4 separate regions of the Zea mays genome follow, and all the other regions are linked to region 2. Evidence: chromatin contacts called from public Hi-C data. All regions are on one chromosome and are shown on one strand. The core of a region is the stretch at or near the end of the contact, and the rest is flanking DNA. Distances in the headings are between cores, read along the strand shown.

Region 1 (4,311 bases), core at 1,628-4,127, 160 kb after region 2:
GGGAAAGTCACATCAAGAAAATAGTTGACAGCTAATTAGAAGAAATCAAGAAACACATGTGGCTATTCAACAAGAATGAAAGATGACAGATAAAGTGCAGATTTCCATTCAAACCATAAAATAAAATCTGGTGCAATCTCAAGACAATTTACTGAATCTAGTATTGTATATGCAGTCATATGTAATGATATCTTTCCATGCATGGTTAAGCTAGCTCAAGAAAATAGTCCGAGCAAATAGTTGACAGCTAATTAGAAGGAACCAAGATGCGGATGTGGCTATTCGACAAAAATGAAAGATAAGAACGGTAAACCATAAAACAAAATTTGGTGCAAATCTCAAGTCGATCTAGTATTGTTTATGCAGTCATATGTAGCGTTATCTTTCCATGTATGGTTAAGCTAGCTCTAATTCTAAATATTAAAAGTTGAATGATGAACAAAGCACAAAGATCCTGACAACATTTCTCAATTCTCATCCAGAAACCACACATCTCTATCTAGAGTTTAACTGGCCTTAGTTTATCCGGGGTATATTGTAAAGCTCTGCACAAACAGAGTACAAGAACTCCATGTCAATGATTTCAAGTCTTCCGACTAATCGAGATTAATCGCGATTAGTCGGGCTGGTCGCCTGTTAACAGACGATTAGCCGGACGACTCGATTAGGGAGCCTGGTCGTCCTGAATTCCTGATCGTCCGATTAGTCGACGATAAGGTCGATTAGTCATCCGTTTTCCAGTTTCTGGTCGTTGGTGCTAGGATTTTTGTGTTGGGCTACAAGACCAATGTTTTCACCTATCTACAAGAACATTAAGTTCCGCCTCTCCTCTCCTCTGCTAAAACCCTAAGACTGCCTAAACCCTGCATGTATCCCTCTGCCGGCGGCTGCTCCAGAGGTCCAGATCACCGGCGTCTCCACTCTCCAGCGCTAGTGATCCCCTTTGCCCGAACTCCCGATCACCGGGAACTGCTCGCCTGCTCCAGTCACATGCACCTCTCTGCCTGCTCCAGTCACATACGCCCCTCTGCCTACTCGCCTGCTCCACAGCTACAGTGCAGAACTCTATAGTTTAGATCACCGGCGGGCGACGGCTACTCTAGATCACCAGCATCTCCAACACCAGTGACGAGATGAGCTCGTCATCTCAAGGTCCCCCCTGCTCCCTCTCCCCCCATCTCTGTAGTTCTGTTCTAGTTCTAGTTCTGTCTGTGTCTCCCACCAGTGATCAAACACTAATGGTTGTTGCTGCTCTAATCCTAAGCCGACTGCCGATTAGTGACTTGTACCTCTGCCTGTTATTTTGTATATCCTGCTGTATATACCAATATAAGTATAACTACTAGTCTAAAAGGTCTAGGACGACCAGGGACCGACTAGGGGTCGACTAATCACCCTGGTCGTCGCCTAATCGCGACTAGTCGCCTGGTCGGCCCCAGTGTTCGACCAGGCAACTTGAAATCATTGCTCCATGTATGCTATCTTAACGGACAGGGAGAAACGCCCACTAGTAGACAGTAGAAACATGATGTTTAGCGGTTGTTGAATAATTATCAGGTATCAATGAACAAGAAATCAATTTTGGCAACACCACAGCACAAGGGTGTTAAAGAATCCATATAAGAAGCACTTCAACCTCAGCATGATATGTTCCAAAACAAAGCACTGTGTACTAGAAGTACAAATTAGAGTAGAAGAGCACATGTTTGGATTGACTTACAGTGGAAAGACAGACTCGACTCCGACACCAGCCACTAATCTACGCAATCTGAAGGTTGTATTGATCCCGGCGTTGCGCCTTCCTATCACAATCCCCTTCAGCGTCGACTCACGCCGTTTGTTCTCAGGAACTTGCTGTTCATTGGTTCACACCAAGGGGTCAATACCAGAAACATGCCCGTAACAGGGCTGAAGCAGGAACGTGAAGAAAGACATTACCAATCTCATCTGAATGATGCATCCAGGCTGCACATCAGGAATCTCCCTTTCCGAGCGGACCTTTTCGACCGCCTCTTTGTTTAGGATCTGCATAGCCAAAACAACAAGCAGCTTTATTGTTCCTGTGGCGATTTTGTTACTTTTGTGTGATGTAATGTAGTGTAACAATACAGCCCCTGCAAGTACGTGACACTCACTCAGCTTACATACATTCATAATGTGCCTGGCGGTCTTGTCGGGCCTCTTGAACTTGATGCGCGGGGGGTGCTCAACCGCAGGGGAGGTGGAATCGTCCGAATCAGAAGCGACCTCGGCCGCACTCCCCACCGTCGACAGACCCCTCATCGCGACGATAACTTGTGCGCAGAGACCAAAACCGGAGGTGGCCGCGGCAGGAACGAGGCCATCACGCGAAACGGCCCGGCTCTGCACACGTACGGGTTGAACTACCCCGATCGGACGTGTGAACTCGTAAGGCGGCCTGAGGAGTTTGACGGCCACGGATGGCTGCGTCGCACCCGGACCAGCCGCGGCAAGCTCCAGGAGCCTCGCCGCCGCTCCACGGCTTCCGGCTCGGCAGACATTCCGGACCAAACATTGCATCCTGAGTCCCGTGCCATGCGAAGAATTTGCTCAGTAAACCACGGGCGAATCGAATCGAGGCCTTTCAAATTGCTAAATAGCCCTAGGTTAGGGTTTCGGTGCTCAACTTCGCACAGCGAGAAGGGAAGGGAAGGAAAGAGAAGGGGTGGAAGTACCTGGTTGGTGCTCGTCTCCGGCGAAGAGACCACAAGCCTCAGCGTCTGGCTTAGGGCGGCGGCGGGGTCTGGAGCCCTGGAGTGCCACGCGGAGGCGAGGGTTGCCAGCGGACGGGAAGGGTCGTTGGGCAGCGGAAGGGGGAATGCAGCGACGGCCGGCCCAGTTCAGGGTTGTTGGGCGCGCACCCGCACGGGCCCTTCTTCTGGGCTGGTTTCTTTTTCACAAATTCCTTTGGAAATTCCATTTTTTTATTTCTCACCCTTGTAAATTTCCTTTTTGAAACTTAAAAAGACCAAGCTACAATACCAATGCACTAATTCTGAATGCTTACATTTGTTAAGTAACCCTAGTTAGGGTTATGTGGGCAAATAACTGCTATGCCCCTGAGGAGTCTCACATCTCTATATAAGGAACCTGTACACCCCCTCATAAGATAGAGATCAGAAAGAGGCCAGAAGCCCAACCCTATATCCAGTGTCTCGTGTGTTTCCTCTGTCGTGCTTATGGGAAGGGAGACGGGTTCTCTACATCTTCTTGCGTCTCTACTGCTGATGGGAGGGAAGGGAGCGGATCTGGTGATCCGTGGTAACGTAGTTCTCAACACGTTATCAGCACGCTCTACCTCGACGTTGCTGCGAGATTGGATCTGCATCAACTCTCCGTCAATCCGGCAGGTCTCCGGCGTAGCCGAACTGTCCTACGCGACAGTCTTCGATTCCTCTCCTACGCAATACAATGGTGTGTCTTTCTGTATAGATTGAATACATAGTTCGCGGTGATAAAAATGGTGGCGACTCTGCTGGCCACGATGGGGAGATAAGCTCCTGGCCGCCGGAAGCGGATCAGACGCTAAATGGCATGAGTTTCCATTCCAACCAATCGGTGAGGAACCACCCCGCTTGGCTGCATGCAACCTGTACAACGCGGCCACAATCTGTACTACGCAGGCACCAATCTGTTTTTCCAGGAGAAAAAATAGTAACGGGTCACGTACCCATGCAACATGCGTAACGTGGAGCGCGGCCTCGGGCCAGGAGTGGGCCTTGCACGGTCGTCGCGCGCTCCATGTGCTCCCCGGTCAAAGCTGCGGGCAGTTGAGAGCGCTGTGCTCCCGGTCAAATCGGCTGGTAGTTAAACGCTATGCATGTGTGGCACTCGTACTTGCCTACTTGGGAGCAACGTATAAAAAAAGAACTGGAATTGCAATGGTTGCATACTTGCATGCATATGCGCCTCCAGCCTTGCATGTAGACTGACTTGACGCTTGCATGTGTTACTGAGCACGCGATGGTTGGCTTGAAAATCGCCCTAGAAAATTCTGGTTGAATTATTTCGTATATGCTCTATGTTGTTTATTCTATTTATTTTCGGTTACAAATAAAAAATAGAATAAAGTATGTTTTATATTGCGGTTAATTATTTTTCGCAGTAAATAATTAGTAGAAAAATGCATGTTTAAATATGTGAAAATATTTTCATGCACATGATCTGCTTATGCTTATGCATTAATTATGGTATTATTTTTCTGTTTTATTTCCCGTAGTAGATAATTAGCAGAAAAATATTAAAATGCATTTGAAGGTTATGTTGTGTATTTTTATATCGTTCTAAATA
Region 2 (4,028 bases), core at 488-2,987:
ATATCCTAAGGGAAATAATGCTTCGATAGACGAAGGGCATTAACATTTAACAATTTGTGTTGCCTTGTTCTTAACCCATAGCACTTGAGAACAAGTCCCCAACACTTCTGAGTTGTCCTCCACCATGTGTGTGCCTTCACTTTTATAGACCAAGGGAGGCATGTACATGGTGACTGAGCCCCAACAAGTATGTCTAGTAATCTATTGCTCGATATGGAGTAAGTGGAGCGTCGGTCCGTGGAGAACAGATATATTCTCCTAGTTGTGTAGATCTCCTGGTTTGCCGTGCCCTTGACCTATCTAGTTGGAGTAGTGCACAGGAGTAGGTCGCATCATAGGCTAATGCATTATATCGCACGTAAGGATGCTCAGGTGTCCTTGTCCTATCTTCTTCGCATGTCTCCTTTTGCCTCGGTAACGTGCGAGCTACAACGGGAGTCATGATGATAGCAGCCCACGCGTCGCAGGGAGTCAATGGTTGTGCCTCGGTAAAGCACGAGTTACTGTGTGATCCGTGCACTGCAGACACACCGCCTGCCATTGGGGCGGGAAGGTACACGTCTTGCAGTTAATGCAGAGGCGCACTACACTTAGAGGCTGACGTCAGTCTTTTCCCAATGGCTTACATCACATGTCGTAGAACACGTGACAACACCAGGTCTCGCCTTGTGTGGGGAGTAGTGACTGGGACCGCCCTTAACAGGGGGTCCAGATGGTGCTCGGGGAGATCTCGTCTCCTCCGGTGTTGGACAACACGTGGCAACACCGGACCCCTTAGGCTAGAGGTCCGGGTGGCCCACCATGAGGGTCGAGGCTGTTCCCAGGGGTCCAGCCCCCAGGCGCATGTGTTGAGAGCCCTCTTCTTCAAGACACATTGGGGTTCCGGAGTGCTGATTATAGGTGCCGATCTTCACCCGAACCCAGTGGCCTTATTAGGCAGACCCAACCACTGGGCTAGGACGGGTCACGATTAGCATGGTGGCTAAGAGTAGTCCCGAGGGATCCGCCTTGACCAGTAGTAGTAGGTACCTCAATCTTGAGGTACCAACACATTCATATACTTCATTCATTTTGGAATGACATATTTAAATTTCTTGACATATTTATTATTTTATAACAATTAAATGAATTACTAGATATCTATTTATAGAAATTGTAAAATAATATATAAATATTTACTATATTAAAGCACCAGTTTCAACGGTGGTCCCATGTTAATATTTTTAAAAAAACCCTACATTTCTTTAGAACCAACCCGCATTCCTATAATCTCTTCTCTACTACTATAATAAGAGAGTTTATATAAAAGTAAGTTAAAATTATGTATAAGTGAGTGTTTGAAACTTAGTTGTTGGCTCCACATTCACAATTTATTCTATGTCATATATATAAAAATTTTAGCAATGCACGAACATATGACTAGTGCGGTCAAAGCTTGACATACTATATTGTTATTAATGAATATACTCATAATGTATCCATTGCTATGCTTATAATTTACATGTAACATGATATTTTGTCAACTGTAAATCCATCGATAAAATAGATTCAAGTCATGTGAGTATTCGAATTCAAACTATCCGTTTTGTATTTTATCCGATAATATTCATATTCGTATGCGTATTTGAATTAAAATGTGGTAAATAGTGACATACAAATTCGCCGCAGGCGTGCAAGTTAAGGGACCACTTTAAAAAAGGACATCCATGGGCTCCATCTCGTCAAAATCTGGGCGGTGAAACCCTCAAACCCTAATCCTTTGGCCCCTCACCATGGCGGACGCTGACGACGCGCCGCCAACGCCGCCTCCTGAGGTAGTAGCCCCCGAGGAGCATCCCGCGGTCGCCGAATCCGCCGTTGCCGCGCAGCAGGAGGGGGCAGCGACGGCCCAAGTCGATAACAAGCGGAAGCTCGAGGAGGCTGGCGCCGACGCGGAGGCGAACGGCACCGGCGAGGACGCCAAGCGCCCGCGCGTGGATGGTGAGCCCGACGCTGCCACAGGTGGATCTCTCAGTTACCCCGTTGCCTGGAACCTATGCATTATTTCTGGCGCTGCGGCGCGCTTTTACTTCTAGATGAAACTTGCGGCTCATCCGTTTGATTGGTTCGCTTGGATTTTTCTCTCTCGATTGGGAGCAGGCATTGAGCAGCAGAACGATGGGTCCTCCGTGAATGTCTCCGTGAATGTGGAGGAACCCGCAGCTGCAGAGGAGGATAAGGTTGCTCCCACCGATGGGGCAGCGACGGATGGTGATAATGACACGGCCGCTCCTGCTACGGATTCGCAGGCGGGTTCTGATGACAAACCGCTTGAAGCAGCAGCTGAAGCTCCACAACCGGAAAGTGATGCAGCAGCTGTTGCCCAGGAGATCTCTCGTATGATCGAAGTACCCAACAGCAGGGTATATTATTAATCCGATGCATATCTCATTGTCAGGTTCTGCTTACACTAGTTAGAGGTGTTGCAGGAACAAAAGGCATCGACGAGAGCATTCACTGCAGAAACTACACATTTTTTACATGCTGTTCAATCTATTTTAATTGTGGGCATTCACACAGGTCGGTGTCCTTATTGGAAAAGCTGGTGAGACAATCAGGAACTTGCAAATGAGCTCGGGTGCAAAGATCCAAATCACCAAGGACGCCGATGCGGACTCAAATGCCCTGACTCGTCCGGTTGAACTAGTTGGAACCCTTGGAAGCGTTGATAAAGCAGAGCTGCTTATTAAGAGTGTCATAGCTGAGGTACACTCAACATGTGCTGATTCCTTGATTGTAGTCGCCCTTTGAGCTGTGTTTTCACATGCATGCTACTTCTGAAATTTTCCTCGAATGCTATATATGCTCTATTGCAGGCTGAGGCTGGCGGTTCCCCTGCCTTAATAGCTAGAGGATTTGGAAGTGGACAGCCTGGGTCAGAGCAATTTGAGATGACAGTTCCTGATAACAAGGTTCTTTCTTGGTGCTAAAGATGTTGTTATAGTGTGCCATTTTATATGTTCAACCATTACCTGTATACCATAGGTTGGTCTCATTATCGGAAAAGGTGGTGATGCAATTAAAGGCATGCAAACCAAATCTGGTGCTCGTATTCAGGTGGATATGCCAATTGTCATGGTGGCTTGCCATTATCAAACTTTTACAACTTGTATATATTTGGAGGTCTAAGGAGATGTTGACTCTGAATTTTTTTTCTAGTTAATACCCCAACATCCTCCAGAGGGCGTTACATTGACTGAAAGAATTGTACGTGTTACTGGGAATAAGAAGCAGATTGAACTTGCGAAGGATTTGATCAAGCAAGCTATGAATCAGGTGATGTGATCTTCCTTTGTGCCTTTTTGTAGTCTATTTGTGTTTTCAGTTCTAAGTGTTGCTAGATGCTGGCATATAACTACTTTATGCTTTTGATTGTTCATTCATTCTGTGATTTTGCTCTGATGGTTGCTGATGATGTGATCATGCTTCACGATTGATTGTTCTTGGTTCATGATATGGTTACTTTTGTGATTGTAGATGCCAAAATCATGTTGTCTTTAATATTTGTGACCCAACACAAATTAATGACATGCCTATTGAGAACATGGCCTTATTTCAATCCTATTATGGACCAATTGGTTTCTTAGCTTTGGGTTTCATAATACACCTTCTTTATCATTGCATGCAATTTGTACCATCTTTCTGATCAAGCCAAGTTCGAGAATTCCCTGATAAGCTTTGCTGCTTCTGTAGGTGTCCCAAGTGTACTGGTATTTTTTGCTATAAACAAACACACTTTGCTTTTGTACTTTGTTGTTCATACTATGAATATATTGCCATCTCTCTTGTGTTACGGAGTGTTGGGCCCTTTAAGATTTGTTATAAACTAATCACTCCTCTACAATTGGCCTTGTATGAAGTATCTATCTTGATATATAGCAATGCCTAATTGGGCTGGAAGGTAAGTTTTTCTTCATGTTTGAGTTTTCATCTTCCGATGAAAGACAAACGAGATGCCATTGCTGTCAAGATCAATGATGTAAAATTTG
Region 3 (4,343 bases), core at 1,476-3,975, 240 kb before region 2:
AAATATATTACTTTCAGAAAAAAGGAGCATACCTCTTCACTGTTTCCCCAGCCATCGTAGGCTACATAGTATCCATTTGGTGTCAAAGCTTCAACGGTTGCATTATACCTGGCAATTCAGCTAATCAAACATGTTGTAATGAAATGATGTGAAAAATATTAAAGGTAAGATCATCTAGACACAAACAATGATAGGTATATCAAAGAGAAACTCACCATTCTCCATCTTCACTCCACACAGCTTGAACTCTAGTACCAACGGCAAACTTATGGGAATGTGAAAGGTCATCCAGTCCCTGCCACAAGACTGTCAGAGTAGAGTAGGAACACAAGCCATTATATCTCAGTATAAGCAACATAAATTGTAATTCATCAGGACAATCCCTTTTATCAATGGAACAATTGGCATGTACTTCTCCCTTATTCAGAATTTCAGCTAAGGAAGGAAGCCATCTAACAAAAAATGAAGAATAAAGCTACCTCAGACTGCACTCCAGCTGAATAGCTTGGCGGTGATAGACCTGCAACATTCTGGGCACTCTCAGTTTGCTTTGCAGTTGCCAAAATCTCTTCGGTTAACGTTATGACCTGCAGCAAACACAAAAAATGATATTAAGCATCATAAACACAAGCAACCTCCCAGTAGTATTAAACATGTGCCCATATTTCAAGATCCAACTTAGAACAGCAGCAGCAACACCGAAATTTGTAGTAGTACAAACCTGCAATAAATCAAGATAAAGGGTAATGGACAACTTTGAAGCCACTGAATTTTTACATATTGTTCATTATTATTAATATGGTTGCTCGGACAGTCCCTACCATTGCCATAATTAACCTTCTCACCTTTCAAGGTTACAAAAATCTAAATTCCCCAAAACAAATCTTCTGTTGCAAGCGGCCTTTTCATGCTACCTTGCTGGGCATGGCTCCTTGTAACAAAGAAGAGAGGAATCGATAGCAACATGCCCCAAAAATCAGAGGAGAAATCAAGCATCCATTTGTGAAAATCATTAATCCGATGTATCTGACGTGTAGCTACACGAGCATGAGGGATCACATTACAGGATAAAATAAGAAATGAACTGACCTCTTGAAGCTCCTTCTCCATATCAATATATTCAGAAATTCCAGCATCATCCTTCTTCTCCTTGATAAGCTTCTTGACCTGAAATGCATGGATATAAGAGACATTAAGTACATGAATTGGATTTACCACCTCAAACGCATGGACATAAGAAGAAATGCTTTAAGTAAGATAGATTTGGTAAGGAAAAATAAAGGCGAGAAATTAGCATGAAACTTCAGTGCAAAATGGGGATAACAAGGCACTTGACTAAAGCAAACTTCATTATTAATCAGTGACCAACAATTCCATTTTCATGTCAATATAGGATATTATTGGCAGTTTCCAAACAGAAAAAATATAGTGCATGACATCTGCTTGAAGAATATCATTCCTCAATATGAAATCACCAGTTGAAAACAAGAATGAGATGAGAGACAAAGGGTTTGGACAAGAGTTTGGATCCATGTTATAAAAATGGACAGCAACAACAAAGGTTCATGCCTAAAATGCATAACATGAAGGCCTCTAACAAATGGTGGCTTCCAACAAACAAAAAACCTAATTAACATATATAAATAGGCATATACCGACGCCACATTTTGCCACTGCAGTTATTAGGGGCCAGGAGAAAAGTCGTAATTGGAAAGGCGAGTGAAGCTGTGTCCAGACTCATGAGAGACGAATGAAGGAGATAGGCCATGGAGGTGGTGATGAATCTCACTCCAGTTCTTACTATTTTCCCCTTTCTATTTCTTGGGAAAATATCCTATGCAATCACTTATCCTGGTGCAAGCATGCAATCAAGCGATCTGGTGCATCCGATCTAGATCTAATGATGACTGTTATTTTATATTTAACCCCTTCCACCTAAAACATAGTACCTATTTTACTTTTAACCCCTTCCATATGAAACCGTTGGATCTGGATTGGATGCTCTGGATAGTTTGATTGCACGCTTGCACCAAAATGAGTGATTGCACCCTCTAAACTTGACACAGGTCTACACTTAAGATTTGAAAAGTGGTGGCATATGAAATTCTAAGCGAAGCATACCAATTTATGGAGCAGATTCCAGTTCCAACCAAATGAAAGCATCCAAACGGGCCGTTGAGATATCTATACAAATACGGATATGCATGTGTATACTTATATCATATTCATATTAGCCCCGACATAAGTGTGATCCTATTCATATGAATCCAACGCTGCAGAGATGCAAATAACCGAGCAAACCTGCCAAGTATATAATCTTATTACGCAGTAACGAATTCGATGAGGAATAAAGCTTAAATTAACCAAATTACTCAAAACCCTAGACTAGAATCAGAGCCGAACATCCATAGTAATCCGGCTACGCGCGAACCCTGAGCTGCAAACGAGGAGACTAGCTAGAACCTTCCGTGCTACAAGAATTGCAGACAGAACGGAAAGGGGGCGTGGCCAGATCGAGGGGACGGGGAAGAGACCTCGCGTAGCTGCTCTTTGTAGGTGGAGAGGTTGGAGGCGAGCTCCTCCACGCTCAGGTCCTCCATGCCTGCCTCCCGCCGGCGCCGATTCCGCCGCCCTCCTCCCTGTCTCTGACTTCCTCTCCGGCTCGATGCGATTCGTCTCTCGCTCTCTTCCCCCAATTCGAGTTCGCCTTTCTCCCCTCCCGGCCTCCCCTGCTATGCTACGCTTTCCTATGGGTTGGGATTTTATTCTTTTGACGAGCAAGACAAGAAAAGGCCGAATCGTGCCCCCATGGGCCTGGCCTCATCCTGGAGCCCATCTGAATTGGCACCACAGGGGCCTTAGAAGAGGTGACGTCACAGTTTGAGAATATAGAAATTTTTTTATTTAGGGCTAGTTTGGGACCCCATTTTTCCATGGAGTTTTTATTTTCATAAGAGAAATTAGTTTATTTTTCGTTGAAAAATTGGAAATCCCATGAAAAAATAGAATTGCCAAACTAGCCCTTAAAAAGAAAAACTTACTCCACCATCAATCATTCGAACCAAGTGGGGATTGCCTCATTCGATTGACTCATCGGAGTTACTTGCATTGACGTTATTATAATTACCTAAATAATGATTGCTGATGAATTAGTAAGCATCACCACAAAGGCTTTCCGCGTTGACATTGGTCACTGAATATCTCATTCATTCACAAGGTAAAAAGGAAAAAAGAAATGCAATTATCTGCTGACCACCTCTCATTCTCTATATGATCTGATCTGATCACAGAAGAAAGAAAGAAACACTTTGACCTCCCTACATTATTATCCGACACAGCTTGGCTTCAGTTAATCCCCAGACCTCCTCCCCCTCCCTTTTGCAACCTATGTGCTTACTCATTTCTCTTTTCGTGTACACTACATACATGCAGTCATGACTTGGCTGGCCCTGTCACCATGGCGGCGGCGGTCTCCTCGGGGGAGCTCGCCTTGAGCAGCGCCGCAGGAGCTTGGATCTGCGCGATCTCCAGCAGGATCTTGTTGAGGGACTGCGGCTTTGAGAAGAAGGGGCAGTGGTCGCCGCCCTTGATCTTGAAGATGCCGTCGGGAGGGTTCTCGCGGACCAGCTTCTCCTGGGCATCCGGCGACAGCATGTGGTCGTCGAGTGCCTGGATGAAGTAGCGACGGACGGAGCCGTAGTTCTCCGGGGTGAGGGAGAGCTTCTCCATGATTGGGGCTAGAGGGATAGGCCTCATGGACACCGCTGCTAGTGCCATATCCTGCATTTTCAAAGGCGTGTGCAAACTCAGTTAGTGAGTCCACTGGCAATACAGACCTGACATGATAACGTTGGGTGGACACAGTACAGTACGTCTATCAACTGGTTCTGGTTACATAATGGTAGAACACAATGTACCTTGGAAGGGGTTTGGTTGAAATACAGCCCCTTGATCTGCTGCTTATCGAACATCAGCCCAGTAGGAGGCTTGTCCTTCCCATTTCCATAGACTAGAAACTGTGACTCTTGCAAGAAAACATCCGCCGACCGGAGCTGTCGAATGTAGGTCAACGTGAGCCCCTTTGCAAGAAAACAGCAAATGGAAAATGTAAACGTAGATTATAGAGAGTGATTCCGTACTTCCTCCGAGAACACGTCAAAGGGCCTCTGGCCATCCTTTACCATTGTAGCAGTAAGAAACACCGCCTTTGAGATCTTTCGGGGGTACTGCTCCAGTGCATACGAGACACTCGCACCTCCGCAACTATGGCCGACCAAAATGACCTGCATTATCACCGTTACAAACACAGCACTCAGTCAGAAAAGGCTGGGCTTGTTTCCTCC
Region 4 (4,305 bases), core at 1,374-3,873, 140 kb before region 2:
AGGAGAGGAGAGACTAAAGGATGTTGTAGATGGTTTTGGCGGTTGGCCGGCTGGGTATTGGCGGTTGGGAGGGGAGAGGCCAGACTAAAGGATGTTGTAGATGGGCGAAAAATGGCCTAATACCAAAACCCCAGCCGGGCGACCAGGAAACAATAAGCGCCATGATTGCAAGTCGCCTGGTCGCCTGGTCGATCCCTAGGACCGACCAGGCGACTAATCACGATTAGGCGACGACCAGGGCGACTAGTCGACCCCTAGTCGGTTCCTGGTCGTCCTAGACCTTTTAGACTGGTAGTTATACTTATATAGGTATATACATATATAAATATACCTATATATACATTATATAAATTCGAACAAACAGCTAGCATAAACAAAATAGCAGTTTGCAAACACAGATATAGGTACAAGTCACTACTCATCACTGGCTTAGGATTACAACAACCATCCACTAGTTCCGCACTGGCAGAACTCCAGAGAAGGGGAGAAGGGGGAGCAGGAGGAACCTTGAGATGACGAGCTCATCTCGTCAATGGTGTTGGAGTAGCCGCTGGTATCTGGACTGGAGCAGGCGAGCAGCCAAGCAGGCAGAGAGGTGCAACCGGTATTTGGACTGGTAGGCGAGCAGCCAAGCAGCCAGAGGGGCGCAACCGGTATCTAGACTGGAGCAAGCGAGCAGCCAAGCAGACAGAGGGGAGCAGGCGCCGTTGAATGGAGCAAGACAGCAGGGGGCGCGGGTGAGCAACCGCCGGTGCTGGAGATCTAGGGTGTAGCTGCCGGTGCTGGAGATCTAGGGCGCAACCACCGGTGCTGGACGTTGGGCAAAAGAGAGGAGGCACATACTAGACTAGGTTTTGGCGGCTACATATTGGCAGAGGAGAGGAGAGGCCAGGCTAAAAGATCCTATAGATAGGCTAAAAATAGCCCAATACTAAAATCCTAGTCGTGGTGACCAGGAATTATTAATCGGGTGATTAGTCGCCCTAATCGACGACTAGTCGGACGACAAGGACGACCAGACAGGCTAATCGAGTCGTCCCGCTAGTCGAGTACAAACAGGCGACCAACCCGACTAATCACGATTAATCGCGATTAGTCGGACGACTTGAAATCATATTAAGCGGACGATTAGTCACCCTAATCGGCGACTAGTCGGACGACTAGGACGACCAGCCTGTCTAGTCGAGTCGTCTGCCTAATCGAACACAAACAGGCGACCAGCCCGACTAATCGCGATTAGTCGGACGACTTGATAGAGCACAACAAAAAAGTGATTACTGACCTCATATAGTCCACCTTTCACAGGAACCCCAACCCGCTCTTCCTCAACCTTATAAAGATATGCAGAATCATCACTTTCAACCAAGGATCCTCTTGGTCCTGCACTGCATTCAGCGTACTCCCTCCACCAGTACGCAAGCAGCTCTTCCTCCCTCTACAAACAGTAACCAATAACATGAACTTTGAGAAAGCTAGTAAGAATGGATACATTTCTCATTATACTGTATAAGGTTAAGGTATGTTAAAAGCAAGTTTAAAATAACAAATGTGCAAACATAGACTACTGTACATAAAAAAATAGACAAAAAAGATAACCATCATGGATCAATTACCTGACGATGTTATCAATTTTCAGATAGATTGTATTTTCAATCGCTGTAGAATTATTAAAGATGGCGTAAATTTCTAACTAAACATTTAGGCATCCAAATATATGTTGAGATCGTAACCTCCAAGAAAGATGCCTCCAGTGCCAGAGAGTCCCTCTCGCTGAACCGGAAATAGTCTCCTTTCCCGACTATCTCTGTCCGTGGTACCGAAGAAGAGAGCACTGCATCGACAATCGGATCAGTAAACCTTTAACCTGAAGCACCGACAGTGTGATAGTTCAGGAGACCAATCAACTACAAGTCTACAATAATAGCAAGTGTGCTGAACTGTGCAGGCACGCCTCTACCGCTGCTCAATTATAATGGTTCCAGTTTCTGAACAAGCAGATATAAGCCACATGGAGCTAAAGTTGCAATCCCCGTTCTCCAATTTGCAGGTTCGGGGACCAATCCTTTTGAAGCCCCCACATGAGTTGTTAACCCGGAATAGTAACTAGTTTCTGTGACATCGAAACCCCCAAACAATTGGCACGCGCTAGGCCTCATGGGTGAGCTGCTCGGAAGCAGCTGGGTACTTGGGGCCACTAATCAACTACAGCGGAGCGCCGGAGCCGAAGCGCAGCATGAAACGGTAACGGACAAGCCAAACACACACGCGGTGGGCGGGGCACCTTTGTCGGCGAGGGGAAGCTTGCAGAAGTACCAGCGGACGTCCTCGCCGTCGGAGGGGCTCTTGGTGTGCGCGAGGTACTTGCGGCGCGCCGCGCAGTGCCCGATCGCGTCCTCCAGCCGCGCGATGTTGGAGGGCGTGTTCCGCAGCGAGTCCGGCGACGCGCCCTCCGCCTCCCCGTCGGGGCCCGCGGGCGCCCGGCTCGTCGACGCGTGCGTGTCCCACGGGCCCGCCATGCGCGCCGCTGCCGGTTCCGGATCGCCGCCGAGCGCCGGCGAGCGGGAAGGGGAGGTGTCTGGAGTCGAAGAGACGGAGGCGGGGGAAGAGAGAAGGGTAGCGGCCTAGCGGGGCAACGAGGTGGGCCCCTACCGCAGGAAGGAAAGGGAAGTCAAACGCACCCCCCCCCCCCCCCCCCCCCCCGGTCGGCCCAGAAGCTGCAGCACTGCATTCAAATGCGTCTCTCTACATTTGACACGTACTATCTTCACCAAAGAAAACGCTCGCCGTTCCCCGTTCCCAGTAAGGCTTAGGGCCTGTTTGTTAACCCCATGGATTATATAATCTAGATTATTTTTGGAGGATTATATAATCTGGATTATATAATATGAGTAGTCCCGTTTGTTTATCTAGATTATTTGAGTTGTTAATAGGATTCTTTTGTATGAGGAAGACAATAATGTCAATCGTGGGTTATAATGGCAATGGTGGGTAATTTCTAGGAAACTTGAAAGGGTAGTGGGGGAGTGGGAAAAAATAATCTGAAATAAGCACCTCCTCACTTGCTTATGGATTATCATAATTCAAGGGGTTAGATTATATAATCTCGACAAATAAGTTGGACTGTTTGTTTGCCTCTTAGGATTATTTAATCCAGATTATATAATCTGAGGGGTAAACAAACAGGCCCTTAGTTTGGATACTTTAAGATTAGAGTATTTTAAAGGGATCGGAGAGGATGTAAATCAAATACTCTTTCAATACATCTCAATCCACTCTAATACCACTCATTACTAGAGTACCCAAAGTAGGCCTAAGGATTGATTTGGTGACAAGGGGATCACCGAGGGATTGGAGGGGATTGAGGGGGAAATGAACTAATTTCCCCCTCAATCCACTACAATCCCTCCGTGATCCCTGGTCACCAAATCAGCCCTAAAGTGTATTTACGTCCCTTAAATTGCACGCTTGTCTACCTGTTTATAAAGTTTTAAAGTATGCCTACTTGATCCTAATCGCAGTTAGGTCTCACTTAATTCATAATTAGTCGGTTGTGCATACGTTACGACGGCTCACAACAATACACACGTAAATTATCCACCAAAACGATCTCAAGATTTTTTATTGATTGTCTCCGCTCTCTGCTTAATACTTTTTATTTGACTAACTAATATTGTTGTTTACTCCATCCTGTAACACCCAAGGTGTTACTCAGGGTTTCTCCTCAGCACCTACATTTGTGACATGTTATCACATGTGGTTTAGTTTCAGCAAAAGATACCAAACTTGAGGAGCCAAGCCTTAACCAAGTCTTTATCACCCTAGAGATCATACCTTAACCATATCGAGCTTGGGAATGAGGGTGAAGTGCTGAAACCGTAAAGTTCCCCTCTTTAGGACATTAGAGCACCGAAGAAAAATTCAGTGAAAAGGCTAAGTAAATCACATTGTCATAACTTGGGCTAGTTATAGAAGTTGTAGTACACTTAATACCCTACATAAAATAGTAAGAGAGTTGTCCCAAAAAAGCTTTGCAAAACCCTCGAACAAGTCACTCAAGTGGAAACTCAAAACCAAAAACCAGGATTTTAGTTTTCGGAAAATCAGTCCCCTCACAAAGATCAAACATGCTCACCTTGTTCCAAAACTCAAAACCACTTGGCCCAATTGATAAAGTGGCGCCAAAAGATCCCTAGAGCACCCTGGTGAAGTTTGTAGACGAACCAAATCCGTTTGACATGATTTGGCATGATTTCTTTCTCAGGGTGGAGCAGTCGGACAAACCAACCTTAGGGACAAGACCACTCA

The links. Hi-C and Micro-C count contacts between places; a contact is called where the count stands out from the background.
Region 1: a contact with region 2 is called in a Hi-C map of ear, with 2.6 times the contacts expected there. The contact joins the promoter of LOC100381882 here to the promoter of LOC100193964 in region 2. A contact is called at or near these places in 4 of 25 Hi-C or Micro-C datasets (ear, endosperm, leaf and 1 more).
Region 3: a contact with region 2 is called in a Hi-C map of leaf, with 2.2 times the contacts expected there. The contact joins the promoter of LOC103653151 here to the promoter of LOC100193964 in region 2. A contact is called at or near these places in 3 of 25 Hi-C or Micro-C datasets (leaf and tassel).
Region 4: a contact with region 2 is called in a Hi-C map of leaf, with 5 times the contacts expected there. The contact joins the promoter of LOC100216911 here to the promoter of LOC100193964 in region 2. A contact is called at or near these places in 4 of 25 Hi-C or Micro-C datasets (ear, endosperm, leaf and 1 more).

The regions. Positions count from the first base shown.
Region 1 is chr4:40,972,437-40,976,747 of Zm-B73-REFERENCE-NAM-5.0, reverse strand. LOC100381882 (50S ribosomal protein L19, chloroplastic-like) reads right to left here and starts at 2,877. Exons shown (of 5, transcript NM_001174664.1): 1 at 2,697-2,877; 2 at 2,149-2,542; 3 at 1,939-2,025; 4 at 1,721-1,854. The coding sequence starts at 2,541.
Region 2 is chr4:41,128,380-41,132,407 of Zm-B73-REFERENCE-NAM-5.0, reverse strand. LOC100193964 reads left to right here and starts at 1,737. Exons shown (of 7, transcript NM_001352771.1): 1 at 1,737-2,001; 2 at 2,140-2,402; 3 at 2,560-2,745; 4 at 2,856-2,951; 5 at 3,025-3,096; 6 at 3,199-3,315. The coding sequence starts at 1,773.
Region 3 is chr4:41,373,886-41,378,228 of Zm-B73-REFERENCE-NAM-5.0, reverse strand. It overlaps LOC103653151, which reads right to left and starts at 2,725. Exons shown (of 8, transcript NM_001301663.1): 1 at 2,535-2,725; 2 at 1,090-1,167; 3 at 480-587; 4 at 216-295; 5 at 33-108. The coding sequence starts at 2,600. It overlaps LOC100284061 (polyneuridine-aldehyde esterase), which reads right to left. Exons shown (of 5, transcript NM_001156959.2): 3 at 4,140-4,283; 4 at 3,918-4,052; 5 at 3,127-3,780. The coding sequence ends at 3,433.
Region 4 is chr4:41,273,388-41,277,692 of Zm-B73-REFERENCE-NAM-5.0, reverse strand. LOC100216911 reads right to left here and starts at 2,623. Exons shown (of 23, transcript NM_001359519.1): 1 at 2,282-2,623; 2 at 1,731-1,831; 3 at 1,283-1,435. The coding sequence starts at 2,516.